Regions from separate parts of the Pan troglodytes genome. Here region 1 is linked to region 2. A link is a contact called in public Hi-C data. All regions are on one chromosome and are shown on one strand. The core of a region is the stretch at or near the end of the contact, and the rest is flanking DNA. Distances in the headings are between cores, read along the strand shown.

The links. Hi-C and Micro-C count contacts between places; a contact is called where the count stands out from the background.
Region 1: a contact with region 2 is called in a Hi-C map of stem cell-derived neural progenitor cells, with 4 times the contacts expected there. The contact joins two enhancer-like sites. A contact is called at or near these places in 2 of 7 Hi-C or Micro-C datasets (induced pluripotent stem cells and stem cell-derived neural progenitor cells).

The regions. Positions count from the first base shown.
Region 1 is chr5:9,468,925-9,475,712 of NHGRI_mPanTro3-v2.0_pri, forward strand. No RefSeq gene overlaps it. Among named protein-coding and RNA genes, the nearest start is that of SLC22A23, 63 kb to the left of the region's middle. Within about 2 kb of position 2,022, at least 4 of the 24 cell types and tissues checked have an H3K27ac peak or open chromatin away from gene starts, as enhancers often do. A contact at or near this core is called in stem cell-derived neural progenitor cells, where this site is marked.
Region 2 is chr5:9,230,083-9,237,230 of NHGRI_mPanTro3-v2.0_pri, forward strand. All of the region lies in intron 9 of SLC22A23 (solute carrier family 22 member 23), which reads right to left. Among named protein-coding and RNA genes, the nearest start is that of PSMG4, 22 kb to the left of the region's middle. Within about 2 kb of position 5,194, at least 8 of the 24 cell types and tissues checked have an H3K27ac peak or open chromatin away from gene starts, as enhancers often do. A contact at or near this core is called in stem cell-derived neural progenitor cells, where this site is marked.

The DNA.
Region 1 (6,788 bases), core at 772-3,271, 240 kb after region 2:
CCAACATCTCCTCCACTCCCCATCATCAGCCCCACTCTCCATCACCTCCCCTGCTCCCCAACATCTCCCCCCTCCCCATCATCTCCCCCACTCTTCATCATCACCCCACTCCCCATCATCTCCCCACTCTCCATCATGTCTCCCCTCCCCATCATCTCCCCGGCTCCCCGTCATCTCCCCCACTCCCCATCATCAGCCCCACTCTCCATCACCTCCCCCGCTCCCCAACATCTCCCCCACTCCCCATCATCTCCCCCCTCTCCATCACCTCCCCCGCTCCCCAACATCTCCCCCACTCCCCATCATCTCCCCCACTCTCCATCATCTCCTTCCGCTCTCTCAACCACCTCTCTGCAGTGGTTCACTGCAGTCCAGCGGAGTGGAATTCATGGATGCTGAGGGAGCAAGTGCGTCTGCAGAGATTTCCTTGAGGTCAAAATACATGCTTTTAGGAGAAGTCACGTTGCTTTTGCAACCCAGTGTTTCACAATGCCACATTGCTCATTACCTTTTCAAAATCTCCCTGTATGGAGCTGTTTTTTTTTTTTCTGTCCTCTGCCACTGAGCTGTCATAGAAAGGCATTATGAGAGCTAATCCCTGTAATCCCCAGGGAATTGTCCGTTATGAAGCTCCGTCCAGGTCTATCTTGCTGTCTTTCCCTGGCTTACCCAGAGCACCTGCCTTGGTGTAATCCTCCATCGCTGCCACATGGAAGTGTTTTTTCCCTTCCTAAACAAGTTCCTCTTCTGGTATGGCTGTCAGTGGACCCTGACACAGCCTTTTGGAGCAAAGCACTTGACGGTGTCCAGAATTCACATGGTAGCACACAGGTTGCACTTCCAGGAGGCAAGGAGGTAGCTCTTGACCAGAACCCTGGAACTCTGCTCTCCCAGGTGACCTTGGGGAGCCATAGCCCATCTCGGGCATCCCTGTCTCCTCTTTAGAGAGAGAAATTGAACACAGTGATCTCTGAGGTCTAAGCAGCTCTAAACCTCTATCTTGGACAGCTAGGACAGAATTTAAATGAGCATTTATTGTTTTTCACCCACCTAGTTCTTCTAGTTAGGTTATGGAATAAGGCAATTAAGCCAAACCTGGACACGGGCAGTGCCAGCCTGGGCCTGCAGCTGTCTTTAGTGTGTAGCCTGGCTCTAGACCTGGCCCCCGAGCAGCTGCTTCTTGACACATCCAAAGGACAGCGCTGTTCTGTGCCCCTCCCAAAGGTGGTCCTGCAGGACCCCAAGCCTATGTGAATTTCTCTCTCTAACTCGCAGGGTGGCAGGGCACAGCACAGGACCCACACGCCACCTGGGGAAGAGGAAATAGGAAACTGACCACGGCAAAAATGAACAAGAGCCAAGGATACACCAAGCTGCATTTCCAGCCAGAGGGAACGTTTGGCCTGGGATGGGCTCTGTGGATGAGTCAGCACGGGAGCGGCAAACACGGCCTGGCAGGCCCTGGGCCTGTTATGGAGAATGTTGAATGCCCTGGGACGCAAATGAGAGAGAAGGATGGGGAAGAGAGAGAGGCTTGCACACCAGACAGAGGCAGAGAAAGAGGCAAGAGGCATATGGCCCTGATTTTCCCTTCCAAGAGCCTGATAGTAAGAGCTAAGGCCAGTCTTCAGGTGTGCACATTGTTTTTTCACTAAACCCTGAGTCCCTGCTGTTGCCCTCCAATACGCTGGAGGTGATCGGGCATGGGAGGAGCAGGGAAGATGGGGAGGTGCAAAGCTGATTGTGGGCTATGGACCCTTCAGCACACCCGCACACAGCTGTCAGCAGCAGCACTCATTCCTTTCTGAGCCAGGCTGCGTTCATCAGCAACCACTGTGTCCTTTGCAGGGAAAGGAGCTGAGCCCAGGGAGCTGGCAGATGCTCTCCTCAGATTTTCACCAGCAGATCCCGTTGTCTAAGGACAAAATTACTATTTTGCCAGAGTATACGGCTTTAAAGCAGAGGGCTTTAAATACATTCCAGACAGAAAGAAGGAATTCATTTTCCCCTTCAGTACAGGATCAGCTCATCTGAGGACAAGTGTGCCCTCTCCTCCTCAGCTATGTCTGGAATTAATCTCCCAGAGTTAGACTGTTTGGTGCAAAAGAGAAATGAAAAAATGCAGTCCTAGGATGTTTAACTCAACAGGTGCGAGATTCTGAAGGGGTCTGGACATGTCTGCTCTGTGTAATTAGCAAGAAAATAGTCCAGTTTAGCAAGCATTTATTAAACAGAAACTGTGTGCCAGGCCAATTGCTGGAGCTTTCAAACTCACTAAGACTGACATGGTCATATGCTTTCTGATGATTTTGGTGGTTTTCAGAAAGAAAGTGAATGTTGTAATTGCTTCGTTGAGCAACTGCTTAAATAGTCACTATAGCCTCTAAAAGAATAAAAATCATTACATTTAAATTTTATTTATTTTGTAAAAGACCAAAAATAAACCGAAGCTGTTGAGCCTTAAGTAAATGTTTCTTTACCACAAAGGATATTATTTCCCTAAGGGTAAGGAAAGAGATTGCAGATAACATGAACAGGTTGGGATTTTATGTATGCATGCATGCACATACACATACAATATGCATCTCAATTTTAGAACAAAGCAATTGTCTCCTTCCAAAGAAAGAAGAGGATACTGGCATTCTCATGTGGCTTTCATTTCCCCTCCTCTTCGTCTCAATTTTAGTAAGTTATGTTAGAGTTGGTTGGATTGAATCCCCCAAAAAAGGTTTTCTCAAATTCTAGTCCCGAGACCTGTGAATGTGGTCTTATTTGGAAAATAGGGTCTTTGCAGAAGTCCTTGAGTTAAGATGAGGTCAGGCTGGATTGAGGTGAGACCTAAATTAGTGACTGATGTTCTCATAAGAGCAAAGTTTGAACACAGATACACAGAGGAAAGAAAGCCACATGAAGACAAAGGGATGTTGGAGTGATGCAGCTACAAGCCAAGGAATGCCAAGCATTGCCAGCAACTGCTGGAAGCTGGGAGAGAGACGTGGAACAGATTCTTCCTTGGAGCCTCCAGAAGGAACCAACTCAGCCAACACCTTGATCTGCCTTCCAGCCTCCAGAGCTGTGAGACAATAAATTTCTGTTGCTTTAAAACTAGCCAGTCTGCGGTGCTTTGTTATGGCAGCCCTAGGGAACGAAAACAGACATTTTCACATTGACCAGGTTTACGTGACTGATCACATTCCGTTTGAGAGCTATAATTCTTATTAGCGTGTAACGTATGTTGTATATTTCAATAGATTCATTGCTCACCACCTGTTTCCTTAGGTCTACAGTCTCCCTTTTCCTCCTCCCCACTCCCTTCCTCGCTCCCTCCTTTCCTCCCTCTGTCCCTTCCTTCCTTCTTCCCTTTCCTTGGCTATATGTTTGCATAATTGCTCAGCCATTCTTTGCATCTAACATATGCTTGGGTAGCTCTCCCCAGACATTCTGTCTGCTCTGAGTTAGAGTAATTTGACATGGCTCCTTTGAGGCCAAGCTGTTTTTCTCTATGAGCAGTCTGAAGACTGTTTCCCTTTCTGTTGGCTTAGGGGATTGCAAAGATAAAAGGAGAGAATTCAGTCACTCTGATTTGATATATTTGTTGGTCTATCTGGACTTTCTTTCATGAAAGGAAATTTTGTTAAGTGTCCAGTACTAGGACCAGCTCTGTCTTGCCCAAGGGCAGACCCCATTCCCATGGGGAAACTCCAGGGTTCAGATCTCTTCCCTGATGCAACTACTTAGTCCTCACAGGGGATTCCCCAGCTCCTTGGTGAGAAGAGGAGTGAAAGAAAGCTCTCCTCTGAGCTTGGCTCTCAGGGTTTGGAGGGTCACCAGTAGGGCTTCTGGAGATGGGGAGCGGACTGCTGAAGACCCCGCTGTGCTGGGCTGGGACTCGGGCCCCGCTCCAGAATCTAATGCTTCTTTCCTTGGCTACTGATTTTTGAAATGTACTTTTTGTGGTTACGCTCTTCTACTTTGTTGTTGGGAAATTCCTTATGACTGGAATTTTAGAATGCTTGAGCTGGAAGGTAGCTTAGAATCAATCTGATCCTATGTTACGTATGACACAGGAACCATGGAACTGGAGCCCAGAAACGCTCGGCCTGCCTTCAAGGAGAGGGTGAGGTGATGGGATTTATGAATGGTGCCCAGAGTGGAAGCATGGCCCCTGCAGTGGGACTGCAGACCGCGCGGCACCGTGCAGTGTGCTTGTGAGTCTGAGCCAGGCAAGTCTATTACATTTCATCAGATAAACACAGTTGTCAGAGCTAGCTGGGGATGCCACAGGCAGTGTCTGAAGCAGGGTCTGGAATCAGTTGGCGGCTTCAGCCTTTACCCTGAGATGATTCTATCTGTGTGAACTGTTTTCTTTATCCCACTAGGGCAGTCTTCATATTAACCCATTTCTCCATTAGTTTAACCTTCTCACCCTTCCCGTATATGCCATTTGGGGGAGGAATGTTTTTAAAACCTAATAAGGTGAGTGCCATGAGGGCCCTACCGTCATCAATATTTACCATGATTTATTCATCACAACAAACCTTCTGAGCCCACAGCCTGCTGCTCTCATCCTTGTGTTATCCTTACACAGCCTGGTAATGCAGCGTGTGTTAGTCTGTTCTCACACTGCAGTAAAGAAGTACCTGAGACTGGCCATTTATTTTTAAAAAGAGGTTTAATTGGCTCACAGTTCCACAGTCTATTCAGGAAGCATGGCTGGGGAGGCCTCAGGAAACTTATAATCATGGCAGGAGGCAAAGAGGAAGCAGGCACATCTTCCATGGCTGGAGCAGGAGAAAGGGGCTGGCGAGGTGCCACACACTTTTAAACAACCAGATCTTGTGAGAAGTCGCTCACTATCACAAGAACGGCAAGGGGGAAATCCGTCACCGTGATCCAATCGTCTCCCACCAGGCCCCTCCTCCAACATTGGGGATTACAATTTGACTTGAGATTTGGGCGGGGACACAGATCCAAACCATATCACAGCATAAGGGTGTTTATCCTCTTCTTTGGGTCATACATGGGGAGTATAGAAGCACAAAAGAGGCCTATTGCTTACCAAAAGACACTTGACAACTGAACAACTCAACAACCCAACCCAGGAATCATCTTGAGGCACCAAGAGTCCCAAGCATGTCACTTCCCTCTGCAGACTGTGCAGCCCCTCCAGCAGGCTCGTCACAGCCCATCCAAAGCTAGGAAGTAGGGCCTCTCAGTCAGAGAATGGAGCTATTCAGTATTGTTGTTTGGATGCTTATGGATTTAACATGCGGTTCCACTGACAGGATAGCAGTTACTCTTGTTTACAGTGTTTTCCAAGGAAAAAGCTTTATGACTTAAAACTCAAGTGTTTTTCTACTTGATGTCATTGCAGGCCACTTCTTGCACCCAGCCTTAGAGGAATTGCTGGATGCAGAAGCGCTGCTGTGTGCACCACACTGTGAGCTCACGCAGAGCAGAGACTTTTCTTGGTATGTTTCCCAGCCCCTGTCATTCTACCTAGCATATACTAGGTGCTTAACACATATTTGTTGAACTGACTGGATCAGTTCATTCATATTCAAAGGATAATAGTTGGATAGCACTGAACATATTCCAAACAGATTTCAAAGCCAATTCCAAAAGGAGGTTGTTTTAACAAGGGAAATGAAATAAATGAATACTGATTGTGATAAAGGCTTAACACAATCAAGGTTTGCCTTGCAATTACATCATAGTCCAGTGAGGGGCCAGGGTGACCCTCCTCCAGCAGCGATCCGGGTCTGGGCTGCTGCTGTCAGGGCACCACCCACAGGTGGTCGTCTGTGAGGTCCTCCTCGGAGTGAAATACAGATTATGAAAGTTCTAACTTCAACTGAAAGTCTCTTGTGTCTTATACAAAAAATGCTAGATTTACCATGCAAATGTTGATTTTAAAATGACTATATTTATACTAGATCTGAGAAGCCGAATTAAAAAGTGTCAGTGCATTCCAAACTGCCTTTATCAAGTCATTTCATTCTTTAAAAAATTTGTCACATAGTTGTTAGGCATCGAGCGTGTGCTCGACAATGCGTGGAATGTAGAAAGCATTACCCACTGAAGTTAAGGCTCTATCTGGACAAACACATAGTTTTCTGATGAGTAAAAGGTGAGAGTCTCAGCTGGGATGAGTTAAGATTCCCACAGGAGCCTAGGGGATGGATTCTAACTGGGATCTTACTGGGTCCTGATGTGATTGGGAAGCCCCCAAAGGTGAGGACGCCAGGAGAGAACTAAAGGACCAGCAGGATTTTCTGGACAGAGCAGGCTGGGAAGGGTTTAGAAGTGGAACCCCTGTAGAGAGAATGGCATGGGAAAAGGCCTGAGGCAGAGATCATGGCAAATCCTGATATCTGAAAGGTGGTTTATTATGGCCGGACCACGCAGGCGGAGGAGGTTGCCAGCAGAGACAGTAACAGTGCCTGCCTGATCCATTGGAAGGAACGTAAGCCAAGTGCTGGGACTTTACCCTCCCTCTGCAATGCCCTACCCTGTTCACTAGAGTCACATTCCTCCCTTCCTCCTCAGACTCTGTCTTGGGTCCTAACCTAGCTCTTGACCTTCTGTCTGGCACAAACGTGATCAATCATCCCAGGCAGATGTTAGCAGAGAGATACACTAACACATCTCTCCGGTGTCCAGAAAAAGAAAAGCTGCCAAATATTTGCCACACATATACCTGATGAAGGATTAGCAACGAAAGGACATAAAGAATTGCTACCAGCCAATATGAAATAACTCAACAGAAAAGTTAGAGAAAGCATGGG
Region 2 (7,148 bases), core at 3,944-6,443:
CCCTCAGCTCTGTCTGGTGCTCGCTCTGTGAGGTTGGCCTATGCTGGCTCAGCCGAGCTCCCACAGGCTACCTGGGTAGGGCGCCGTCTGTGCATTTCTCGAGGAAGAAGATGCCTTCTGGTACAGGGTCTTCGTTAATGTTTATTCCATTAGATGATTGTCAAGACTGGGGCATCAGCCATTAGCCTCCAAGCCTTGAGTAAACCCACATACAAAGAGCCAGCCCAAAGTGAGCTACAGAACAGACTTTTGCTGCCACAAAGGTGCGAGTGCCGTGGCTGGGAGCAGGAGTTCTGGAGCCCATGAGCCTGGGCTAGAATCCTGGCCCCCGCCCACCAGCTTCACTTCCCGAAGCCTCGGTCTGCCTCTATAAAACAGGGATGAGAAGAGCTCCAACGTCCAAGTGCGGTGGAGGTTAAAGCACGAATGTGACTAGCATGGGGACAGGAAGATCCGTGGCTTGATTGGTTCCAGGTGGCATCCATTGAGTGCCGGGGAGGGGCCACCCAAGTCTTTCAGGGTCTAGGGGGCAGCTAGGTGTAGGAGGAACCAGAGCTGGAGAGGTTCAAGAACTGGGAGGCGAACAGGATGAGCCTCTCCCATGGGCCTAAAGCCTCCAGGCATGACATGGAGTCCTAAAAGTTGGCAGAGGGGGCTGTGCCACTGGGACCCTTCTCCTCCACCCTGGCCTTCCTCTCGGTGAGGCACCAAGCTCTGCAAACACTGCCTCCTCAAGCTGCTTCACACCCGCCCACCCTCACCCTTCCAGGAACCTCTGCTCCTGCTCCCCGAGCCCTAGGAATCCAGCCTCTCCTCCTCCCGCCACAGTGCACTTGCCAAACACGCATCCCCTCTAGAGCCACTATGTGCGGGCTCCAGGCCGCATCCTGGGAATCCCGTCCCAGCCACCCTTCTGAGTCCAGACTGAGCAGGCTCTCTTGGGCACTTCCCCTGCATCCTCAGGACACTTGTGTAGCCCGAAGACACATTCGCGTTGCGTGTCTGTGTGTCTCTAATAGACACCAGATGTTTCCAGGGCAGGACCAGGCTCCACTCCGTGTGCTGTCCCCAGCACCTGCCCAGCCACTGAGACCTGGCTGGCACCTGGGCATCTACTCAGTGCTATAGTCGGATTTCTAGACTGGCCCCAGTAATTCCCACCCTTGTGCCTTGAGTGTGCGCTGGACCTCAAGGTACAAGGTACAAATAACGTACTTTTTAGCAATCAAATTTACGGCCAGGATAGTGAGATGTTCCTTCCACAACAAGGTTCCAAAAGGCAGATTCTAGCAGACTCTTGCTAGCTTTGACGAAGCGAGCTGCCTTGTGACTGTGGTCCCTATGGCCAACGGCCAGCGAGGAGCTGAGGCTGCCAGCCCCACAGCCCGTGAGGAAACAGCCTACCAGTGCCTGACTTGGTTTAGTGCTGGACCCTACCCACTGATGGTAGCCTCTGAGAGACCTGGAGCAGAGGACCCAGCCAGGCCGTGCCCAGACTCTGGAGCCATGGAAACCATGAGATATAGTAGATGCATGCTACTTCAGGCCCCTATGTTTTGGAGCGATTGGTTATGCAGCAATAGAAAACCAAGATACTCAGTGAGTGACAGATTCCCCTGCCTTAGCCACGGAGGGAGACTGACAGCCACCTCTCATGCAGGCTGTGACAGGCATCAGCACTTCATATTAGAAAGCCCTTCCCAGGGAGAGGCTGAAAGAGTTGCAGGAATAGCCACACCACTGTGCTTCTGGGCCTGAAGGGGATATGGATAAGGAAGAGCAAGAATTTGGGGGATGTCTCCCACATACTCACACTCCTCCCAGGCTGAGGGTCCCAGACCACCGTTCAAAGACACTCTGCATCTTTCTGTCACTATTTATTCATGTGCCTGTCACCTTACTAGTCTCTGAGCCCTTCAAGGGCAAGAATTATTTTCTAGGACACCAACAGGCACATGCTGTTTGTGCTTAATAAATACTGGATGCTTGCGGATCACACGGGCTTCCTGGATAGGAAGGTCAGCTCACCCAGGTGAATGGGACAGGTTAAATAGAGACGACCACGGAAATGAGCAATAAGACCAAATCCTTCTGTAAGATGAAGACTGAACACCTAAAATAGCCAATTCAGTCTTTCTGGTAGACCTGGCTCTTTCAGGAAGCCACAGGGCATATCAGATGCTAGGGATAATGGACATGATTGTAATGGGGACAGCATTTTCTCGGAAACCTCCCAGGTTTCTGCCTGACCTTCCCGGCACTAAATGTGGGCGGCACTGACAAGCAGCGAGAGGACTCCCCTTACTCACACGGGAGTCACATACAGGAGGGCAGAGTACAGACCCCCCAGGAGGGGTGGGCACAGGGCCACTGTTAAAGGGCAAACTGCATGGAACAAAAGCCTTGCATTGTGCCTGGTGAACCACATCATACTGATCTATCTTGTTAACTGTGCCAAATAAAATGAAATATATTTAATTTGCAGATCATTAGAAAAATGTCTATATGTATATACATAATATGCAACAAATGTACACATGCATATATAATATGGAATATATCTTTTTATTTTTTTCTGTGGGAGCAATTCTCTGGTTTTCTATCAAAGATTCCTTGATACGGCCGGGCATGGTGGCTCATGTGCCTGTAATCCCAGCACTTTGGGAGGCCGAGATGGGCAGATCACGAGGTCAGGAGATCGAGACCATTGTGGCCAACATGTTGAAACCCCGTCTCTACTAAAAATACAAAAATTAGCTGGGTGTGGTGGCGTGTGCATGTAATCCCAGCTGCTTGGGAGGCTGAGGCAGGAGAATCACTTGAACCAGGGAGTTGGAGGTTGCAGTGAGCCGAGATCACGCGACTGCACTCCAGCCTGGCAACAGAGCAAGGCTCCGTCTCAAAAAAAAAAAAAAAAGATTCCTTGACATCATTCAGTACGATTAGGAAAAATTTTGGCAGAAGTTGGTATGCCATTTTTGGCTTTGTTTTTTTTTCTCTCTTGAAATCTCAGATTAGAGAAAGAGATTGTTACATCCTTGGTTTTAAGGTGTTGGGTTCCTTTCCTGCCCCTGAAATGTGGGCTCTGCCAGTGCCTTTTCTGCTTTTCTCTGGGTTGTCACTAGAGGGCAGCATACGCCCGTGTTTAGAAGTCAGAGCTGCTTGATTTACGGACAGAGAACCGAGGGCACACACTGCCTCCTTGTGCTTTAGGAGCACAAAATTGTAATACCCACGGAATATCTTTATTTTACTAGCAATAGGATCTCAATAAGGTAGGAAAACTGATATGCAGGCCGACTTCTTACTAGAAATGGCAAACTTCATTGAATTAAGGATTCCAGAATCAAATTGCTGTTAGCCATGTGAACGTTACCATCTCACATTGAAACACCGGAGGCGAGCCTCCTGTTCTAGCTCCTCTTTTACATTACTTAATGTGACTTGACTAAATTTCCGTGAAGTTGAGGATAAGCAAATATTTGTACCATTTTTTATAGAAATAAATACAACTGCTGAAGATGCCCAGCGAAGAAGAAGAATATGAACTGTCCTGTGCTGAGGCCAGGCCCTTTGCACATGGTCTCCATTCTCCACCCCCGCCTAACAAGGTGCCTGTAGTCAGTTTTGTTTTAAGACAAGGACACTAAAGCCGGCCGAGGGCCCCGCCCAAGGCCACACAGGGAGGCGGCCTCAGGATCATGGGCAGCTCCGTCTGGCTCCTTCCCAGGCTCCGGGCCATATCCTCAGCACCGTCCCCTCATCCTGCCCCGCTCCTCAGCGCTCGCACGCCACAGGCGCTGCCGGCACGGGATGCATGCTGGCTTCCTGTCTGCTACTCACTACTTGTTTTCAAATGTCAGACATTTTTAAGACACAACTTTTTTTTTTTTTTTTTTTGAGATGGAGTCTCGCTCTGTCACCCAGGCTGGAGTGCAGTGGCGCGATCTCGGCTCACTGCAAGCTCCGCCTCCTGGGTTCACGCCATTCTCCTGCCTCAGCCTCCTGAGTAGCTGGGACTACAGGCACCCGCCACCACGCCCAGCTAATTTTTTTTTGTATTTTTAGTAGAGACAGGGTTTCATCGTGTTAGCCAGGATTGTCTTGATCTCCTGACCTCGTGATCTGCCCGCCTCAGCCTCCCAAAGTGCTGGGATTACAGGCGTGAGCCACTGTGCCCGGCCTTTAAGATACAACTTTTTAAAGTTGAACAGATTCTGATACTCCCTTAACCCCAGGTCATCCTGGCCCTCGGTGCCTATTCTTGAGGCAGCATTAGAGCGGAAGACAGATGTCAGGGAGTCGTCAGTCAGGGAGGGTCTCAGGGAGGCCCGTCCGACTTATGACCTAGAAAGGGCCAGGGCTGCCGGAGTGGGCAGGGCAGGAGAAAACAGGCAGGTGTCATGATCACCAGCGCCTGCCTCCTCTCTCACCTGGACCCCTCCGTGAGGGCAAAGGAAGCCTCGGAGTCCACCTGGAGCATCCAGATGGACAGTGGATAGAAAAGATCCGCCCCAGCACAGCCAGCAGCTGCTTCCAGATCCACCCAGGACCCCAGGCCACTTCTGCCCATGTCAAGCTGGGAGATGGGCATAGTCAGATAGACTTGCAAAGTCACCCAACTCCCAATGTCTTACAGATGAATCAGAGCTGTGCACTGGCTGATGAGAACCACCACCTGGCCTGGGCCTGAGTGGGTAGCTGGTTCTGTCAACGTGAGGTCTGAACAGAATCTCATGAAACAATATTTAGTTAACTTGGCCTCTATCATCCTTGGGGCAATAGATTTCTGCAGGCCTTTGTTGCTTTTTGTGGTAGAACAAGTATGAAAAGTATAAAAGCATTTTTTGAACTTTTTGCAGAAAATTTCATATCCTCATATTTGCTTCCAGGCAGTCCATCCTGGCCCCTTACCCTTTGCTGCCAGAAGGCTTGTCTGTAATAGTGTCACAGGGAAAGGCTAGTTCTGTGCTAAGAAAGATGGAGCTCATGGGCCCCAGGCTGCCCATCGTGGCTTATCTTGGATTTCTCTCTGTGAAGTGGGGGGATGGTAGGGGAGTCTACTTCCATCCTAGGGCCTCCATGGGAATTGTTCCTCAGTCATTTGCAAGAAAGAGCTGTGGCCTCCCGATGGCACGGGTGAAAAGGGCTCCCAGCGAGAAGGGGGATTTGTCAGGAACGCTAGACATTCTCCCAGCCTGGCCCAGGGACCCCCTTTGGACTTAATTTCCTTTCATCCTCTGCAGGCACAAAAGCATCACCAAGGGTCACATATTTTTTCCAGTTTGTCATCTTGGCAAGCTGAATCTGAGAACATGTTTGTTGAATTTCTATCCTCAAATCTTTCCAGGTTTGCGTCAAAGAGGAAAAGCTTACAGCATTTCCTTCCGTCTAGCTTGCTTAAGCCAAATCTAACAGAGAATAATGATGCCTACCAACTGCCAGAGTTAAGGGGTACCCGCTAGCCACCCCCTCCCCCAACAAAATATGCATAATCATGATGCAAAGGCTGCAGGAGGCCAGCTGGAAACCCAGAAGGTCTGACTGTGGATTCTGGTCTGTTGAAAGACTTGGCTTTGCTGTTTTGTTTGATAAAGGAGAGAAATTTCACTTTCCGTCCTTTAGACAGGGAGTGAGCCTGCGGTCGGCCTGAGGTATCCTGCAACTGCAAGCACTAAATAAGCTCCTGACTCATCTCTCCCCTGTGGCTGATGCAGAAGGTAGGGACAGGATGAGTTCCTTGTGCTTAATCATACAATGCCTTGGCATTTCTGTCCAGGTGCCCAGTAGCTGTCAGGCTGGGCCTGTAGGATATGATCCAAGAGAATGAATCAAAAAGTGTGGACGTGAAGATGCTGTTGTTAGCATGGCTACTGGAAATGTGGAAAGTAAGAAAGTCCACGGACCTGCCTACTTGCTCCCAAAGCCTTCCCCAGCTTAGCCTCCACATAGTCTGCCTTGGACTGGAGTGGCCGCTACTGGATTTTCCCAAGGGTGTCATTATGCAGACACCTGGGTTTTGACTCACGGCTGAACTACTGCCATTACTCTCAAGTTCTGTTTTATGAAGGCACGTGCATGAGAAATGCTGATGATACTCCTTTAAGAAGTTCAGTGTGGTATAACTCAAGATAAGCTCCTCAGTAAGTCACAGTGTAGGAAACTGACGGCAGCTGAGTGATGCCCTTGTAGTGGAGGCGTGCCTGTTTATTAACCTATAAGCATGGCAACAGTAAATGGCGTGTAGCACCCATGAACCACAACCCAGTGGCAGAGACGGCACCAGGAAGGGGTCAGCCTCACTTTCCGAACTAAGACAAAAGTGGCTGAGCACAAGTTAGTCACAAGTTAGTCACACCTTTTAGGGAGGTATGAAATGGCCGCAGACTCCACGAGGGCGGGACTGTGCTGCTGTGTTTTCTGGGCCTAGTGTCTGGCGCGCAGTGGGCTCTCCATCCATGTTTCTTACATGAGTCAGTGATCTCACTTGCTGCGCTCTCTTTGGATTCATGACATCAACTTCTCAGGTCAGTATGAAATAAGGCTCTTTGGGCCTGGCACGGTGGTTCACGCCTGTAATCCTAGCACTTTGGGAGGCCAAGGTGGGGGGATCACCTGAGGTCAGGAGTTAGAGACCAGCCTGGCCAACCAGGTGAAACCACGTCTCCTAAAAATGTAAAAATTAGCCGGGCGTGGTGGCGCACACCTATAATCCCAGCTACTCTGGAGGCTGAGGCAGGAGAATCACCTGAACCTGGGAGGCAGAGGTTGCAGTGAGCCAAGATCATGCCATTGTACTCCAGGCTGGGCAATAAGAGTGAAACTCCATCTCGGGGAGGGGCGGGGGTAGGCTCTTTCTACTTTGTAAAACATTTTGCACTAGCTGTGCCGTGAGGTCTCTTAGCAGAGTTGGCAGCACAGGTTCTGGTGGAAGTGCGGCATAAGTGATCCGCTGAACTCCCCCCCTTGCCAGACGCTCAGACACTGACATATTTCCTGGGCCCAGAGTAGCTCCCTGTTCCCCCTTTCTCCTGCTGCTGCCTGGACAGGACCCCAGGGCCAGGTTCTCAGTGCCTCTTGGGCGCCTCGGGGTTGGGTACAACAGCCACCTCGGCTATGAACCACGAAGCTGATGTGTCCAGAGCCAG